Regions from separate parts of the Mus musculus genome. Here region 1 is linked to region 2. A link is a contact called in public promoter capture Hi-C data. All regions are on one chromosome and are shown on one strand. The core of a region is the stretch at or near the end of the contact, and the rest is flanking DNA. Distances in the headings are between cores, read along the strand shown.

Region 1 (2,700 bases), core at 165-2,664, 4.1 Mb before region 2:
GACGTCAGAGATCATGAAAAGGGGCAGTGTGAGCAAAGGTCCTGCGTGGGTACAGGCCTGGACTGGTTACAGAATAGCAAGAAAGGCAGCATGAGACAGAGTGGCTTACAGAGTCACAGAACCGAGGAAGGGGTGGATACTCAAGGCCCTTTAGGGTGATTACAATATGGGCACTGTTTTACCACAGTTTGGGACAAGAGGATTTAGGACATGGAGGCTGTATATGACTTCCATATCAGAATAAATATTTACCTCACAGAATTCTTTTAGAAGGACCAAATGCCATGTGTGAGGATCTTTTTAAGCTCGAAAGCACTGCACAACTGTGAATCAGGTTATCTGCCTGATTTTCTACATTTTAACATCAGACAGCCTTGGCAAATTCCTCTTCTGCATGAGTGGGAATACAAGGGCTACTCCATATTTCTATCACACTGGGTCTAATCTAAAAACTTAACTTGGATGTTTGTTTTACTACAAAACCACAACTGTATTTCAACGTGAAATGAAAATGCTCAATGTGAAAAGCCACCTTGCAGTAGTCAAACTAAGCAAGGTCTGCTGGGAAGGAAAACTCTTTTGCCTCGGACCTGCACTGCAAAAGACAGTTTGCACAAATGATAGTAAAGAGGCTCTTGTTAACGTAATGACAAAACCCAAATTTTTCCTTGTCAAATTCCGTAACTTTTGGCACACTCAAAATAAAGCACAGATGTGAACAGTAAAAAGTCCACTAGTAAATGTCTCTTAGGACAGTAAACAGAGCATCACCATGCATGTCTTAAGGAACATCACAGAAACTGGCAAGCAGGGCATTTAATATATGAGGGGGAAATATGGTAGATGATACATACATATATATGCTTCTATGTGTGTGTGTGTATACATATATGTATATGCATATACACACATACACATATATACATATACTTAAGGAATCTCTTCCGAGTTTTAGCCTGAGTCTTCTATTTTGTTAGTTTCATTTAATTTTGTCCTTCGCCCTATATCAGAACGTCTGTATGAAAAAAAGGCAATAATTTGTACTCAGCACCTCAATGCCACTTCTCAGCTATAGCTGGACGTTTCCATCTACGTCTTGCCAGCAACGGGAATAATCCTTAAAGCCTTGCATAGCAGTCTACTCTTAACTTGCCTTTTTCAAAAAATCCCATTTAACATAAACCAGAAGGGCTGAGCCCAGGCAAGGCCGGCTCGGACAGAGCGGGTGTGCAAGGCGCTATCCGCGCGGAGAAGGGCCACCCCAACTCGCCCGGTCAGAGCTGCCACGTTCCTGGCACTCCGCGTCCCAGAACCCCTCGCTCGGGTCTCCAGCTCCCGGCTGCCCCGAACTAGTTCTGCCAGCGTTTACCTGCTCCTCTGCTTCCGCCATAGCGCAGCCTGAGAGTCATGTGACATACCCGGAAATAGGAGAAAACAGCCCCTGGGCCACAGCCTACTGGGAAATGTAGTTTTTCCCGCACACTAATCTGGTTCCTTAGCCAGCTCTCATTTTTGCTCAACAGAGACACCACTATATCTATAATTAATGCTAAATTGTTATTTTGTTGTTGGTCTACGTTCTGTTGTTATTGTAGCATTAAGTTCTTTCTATTTCAGGCTCCCGTTTACAGTAAAATTATGAATTATCTCATTTTCTATTTCAGGCTCCCGTTTACAGTAAAATTATGAATTATCTCATTTAGTCCTCCCTGTGATCCCTCCTGTTACCGCCATTAACAGGGGAAAGGATAGTAACTCGGAGATTTCACTAAACTTACCTAAAAAGCCTAGGTTTAGAACCTATCCCTCTCCGAAGTCTAAGACTACTATATCAAATGTTCTTTAGTCTGATATGTTGTTGTGCCTGCCCACTCACTTTTTAAAGTGATAGTGACTATTTATATAAAAAAAAAAAAGTCTACAGTGGAAAGTGAGAAAATAATGTGTATTCCTGCAAAGATTTAGTATCTTGGTACATTAAATTGACATCTTTCATTTTAATTTAAAATTGAATTGTATAGATATTTTGTCTGCATGTATGTCTGTGCACACTTAGGAACCTCGTGTCCTCAGATGTCAGAAAAGCATATCAGATTCCCTGGAATTACAGATACATATATTTGAGAGCTGCCATATAGCTGTTGTGAATCAAATCTGGTCCCCCGTTAGAGAAAAAATAGCAACTGACATATGAATATAGAAAATTATAAATCTCTATTGTTTAATTGCTTCGTAACTCACATTGACTATCTTCAAGATACAATGTCAGATAATAATTTGTAAATGTAATATGAAAAACATCATTTAGAAAACTTGAGCTATCCTATGTTTCAGGACAAAGTAAACTATCTTTCCTATTCTGTGGGAATTCACTCATCTTATCCACTGATAGCCATTGTCTGTTTATTGTCTTAAGCAGCTGGCAACTCACAGAGGGCAGCACAGTTGGCAGACTGTGGCAGATGCCTCAGTGCCCTTTCGTTCCCTGTAATTCCCACTGACAGTAGCCTAGTAGGAAGTCATATTCTTAGTACTCAGCATTTCCCTTAGTCTCTAGATGTTGCTTTCTCAACTCATGGTCTTCAATGACCTGGAAGCCATGACGATGTCATCTTTCAGACTCTTGTCTTCTCCCAAGAGCCTTAATAAACCTCCAGCTCTTCCTGAGGCCCCTCTTCCAGTCTGCGCACCAAGCAGCTA
Region 2 (2,870 bases), core at 132-2,631:
GAAGGAGTTACAGAGAGAAAGTTTGGAGCTGAGATGAAAGGATGGACCATGTAGAGACTGCCTTATCCAGGGATCCACCCCATAATCAGCATCCAAACGCTGACACCATTGCATACACTAGCAAGATTTTATCGAAAGGACCCAGATGTAGCTGTCTCTTGTGAGACTATGCCAGGGCCTAGCAAACACAGAAGTGGATGCTCACAGTCAGCTAATGGATGGATCACAGGGCTCCCAATGGAGGAGCTAGAGAAAGTAGCCAAGGAGCTAAAGGGATCTGCAACCCTATAGGTGGAACAACATTATGAACTAACCAGTACCCCGGAGCTCTTGACTCTAGCTGCATATGTATCAAAAGATGGCCTAGTCGGCCATCACTGGAAAGAGAGGCCCATTGGACACACAAACTTTATATGCCCCAGAACAGGGGAACGCCAGGGCCAAGGAGGGGGAGTGGGCGGGTAGGGGAGTGGGGGTGGGTGGGTATGGGGGACTTTTGGTATAGCATTGGAAGTGTGAATGAGCTAAATACCTAATAAAAAAATGGAAAGAAAAAAAAAAAAAAAGAAAGAAAATGGTCAAAACACAGTCCTTTGTCTAAGTTCATCCATGATGGTTTTTTCTTAAACAGGGAACAATAGTTCCCCTTAACTGCACTTTGAGAAAATATATATAACTCTTTAATTCTTTCTCCCAAAACATAAGGGTCTAAAATCGTTTTAAAGCAATTTGTTAGTGGATCAAGCAAAATACAGAGGTTATCAGTTTGCATGTGCCACAAAAACTTGACAGGAAATCAGCGCCTTCATTTTATACTTCTTAAGCTTCTACAGGAGCACAGGCGAAACCGAAAGCAGTGTGAGCTTCAAAGCACATCGCTGCTAAACAGAGACTAAAACTAAGATTTAACAGCAAATAAGGATCTCCCAAAAGAAAAAGGACGTCTCACACGTCCCATAAGGAGTCTGGGTTTACAAAGCTCTCGCTCAGGCCTAGCCGGGCCAGTAAAGAAATCCTGGACCTGAAGAGAGCAGCTGAAAACAGACTATCTCAAAGCACCCTTCTCCTAGTCTAGAAGGAGAGCCAGTGCTTAGTGCTTGGCTTGGGGCCTCCCGTCCCTCGGCCCGCAACACGGCCGGCCTCAGCCAGGGCCCAGGCCTGGCACGGAACATGACTCTGCAAAGCTACGAGTCCAGCTCCGTCACCGTGCACTCCTACGCAAACACCAGCCAGGTCCGACACACGGGACCATGTCTGGGGCGCTCCTGTGATCTGCGACGCATGGAACCTGCGGGTCCCCCGAATACCTGAATGTAGTCAGCGAGAAGCTGTAACCGCGCTCTGCCATCTTTACCCGGAAAGTCGGAACACAGCCACGCACATGCGCAGTAAGTATGCTTCCTTTAATTTTTTTTTTCTTCTTTGCTCTGATTGGAGGAGAGTCACCTAGGGGTAGCTGGGAGTTGGAGTTTTTGGATCACAGCGGTCTTTGACCCTTGCGCATGCGCAAGAGGGGCCTGCGCATGCTCTGAGCGAGGAGGCGGGGAAGTGGGCGGACTTAACGCATGCGCTCAGCCCGCGTCCCGCTCTGTCTTGAGAAGATCATGGCTCCTTCGTTGCTGCTGCTTTCACTACCATGGCCGGTGCGTCCCGGACCGCTCCAGAGGTGCTGGGAGCTGCTACAACGGCAACTGCAGCAGAGCTGGAGTCGCTTTGTCAGTCCTCCGTGGGGTCCGTAAGGAGAGAGTTCGTGGAAAGAGGGTTGGTGAGGGCTTCCGGGTTGTAGCGTGGTTTTTGGTTGGTTGATTGGTTCGTTATTTTATTTGTTTGTTTGTTTATTGGTTATTTATTTATTTATTTATTTATTTATTTATTTATTTATTTATTTATTGAAACTGTCACCGTAGCCAGGGTGGTCTAGAACTCACTGTATAGCCCAGGCTAGCTTCGTATTTATTTATTTATTTATTTATTTATTGAAACTGTCACCGTAGCCAGGGTGGTCTAGAACTCACTGTGTAGCCCAGGCTAGCTTCGAGCTCCTGGTATCTTGGGCGTTAAATTTGAGATTGCTGTATTATTTACAGTGTATCGCAAAAGTGATAATGCCCAGTCTGAACAGAGATATATTTTATTATATCTCAAGCGCAGCATAATAAATAATTGTCTCCATGTTCTACCTGAGATAATCATTTCAGTCCATTCGTTGTCTAATAGGCCTGTGCTTGGACAGTTTATGTAGTGGTAAGAAGTCCTAAGAATTGAACGAACGTTCGCAAGTCTGAAGAACATAAGAAAGGGTAAAGAAGTGATCTAAGCAATTTAGAAAAACAAAGGTGAAACACTTGATAATCTCATAAATAATAAATCTTTTCTTAGAACACAGGTTAAGATTAAATATTAAGGAAAAATTTAATGGCTTTAGGAACCTACCAGGTTTAAAGAAAAAGGACCTAACTGGATCAGGATAGTGTGGTACAGATGACCATTGTAGTCATCTCAGTGATGTGAGTGAATGTAGGGAGTCTCGGGATTAGATTACTTGTACACTACTTATTACTGAACTGCAGTGTCCCGGATTATATACGGAGGAAATGCTTAGTAGAGTAGCCTGGCTGCTTTGGTAGCTTGCAATAAGAAAGCATTCCAGTTGAAGTATTTTAAATTGCCTTTTATATGAGCTTTAGTATATTTTAATAGCTGGGGATTATTACTAATGTTTGTTGTGTTTAACATTCAAAACTATTTATGTCAGGCCAGCCATATGGCTCAGTAGTAAAGGACCTTGTTGCTAAGTCTCAGGACCTGGGTCCTAGCCCCATGGCCAGTATGACGTAAGGAGAGAACTAACTCTGAAAGCTGTCCTCTGA

What was found. Promoter capture Hi-C pulls out the DNA fragments that hold promoters and counts their contacts.
Region 1: a contact with region 2 is called in a promoter capture Hi-C map of pre-B cells, with 5 times the contacts expected there. The contact joins the promoter of Vps41 here to the promoter of Psma2 in region 2. A contact is called at or near these places in 2 of 39 promoter capture datasets (liver and pre-B cells) and 1 of 484 Hi-C or Micro-C datasets (CD4 T cells).

Annotation. Positions count from the first base shown.
Region 1 is chr13:18,716,006-18,718,705 of GRCm38.p6, reverse strand. It overlaps Vps41 (VPS41 HOPS complex subunit), which reads right to left and starts at 1,414. Exons shown (of 29, transcript NM_172120.4): 1 at 1,370-1,414. The coding sequence starts at 1,390.
Region 2 is chr13:14,611,753-14,614,622 of GRCm38.p6, reverse strand. It overlaps Psma2 (proteasome subunit alpha 2), which reads right to left and starts at 1,381. Exons shown (of 8, transcript NM_008944.2): 1 at 1,308-1,381. The coding sequence starts at 1,348. It overlaps Mrpl32 (mitochondrial ribosomal protein L32), which reads left to right and starts at 1,586. Exons shown (of 3, transcript NM_029271.2): 1 at 1,586-1,731. The coding sequence starts at 1,605.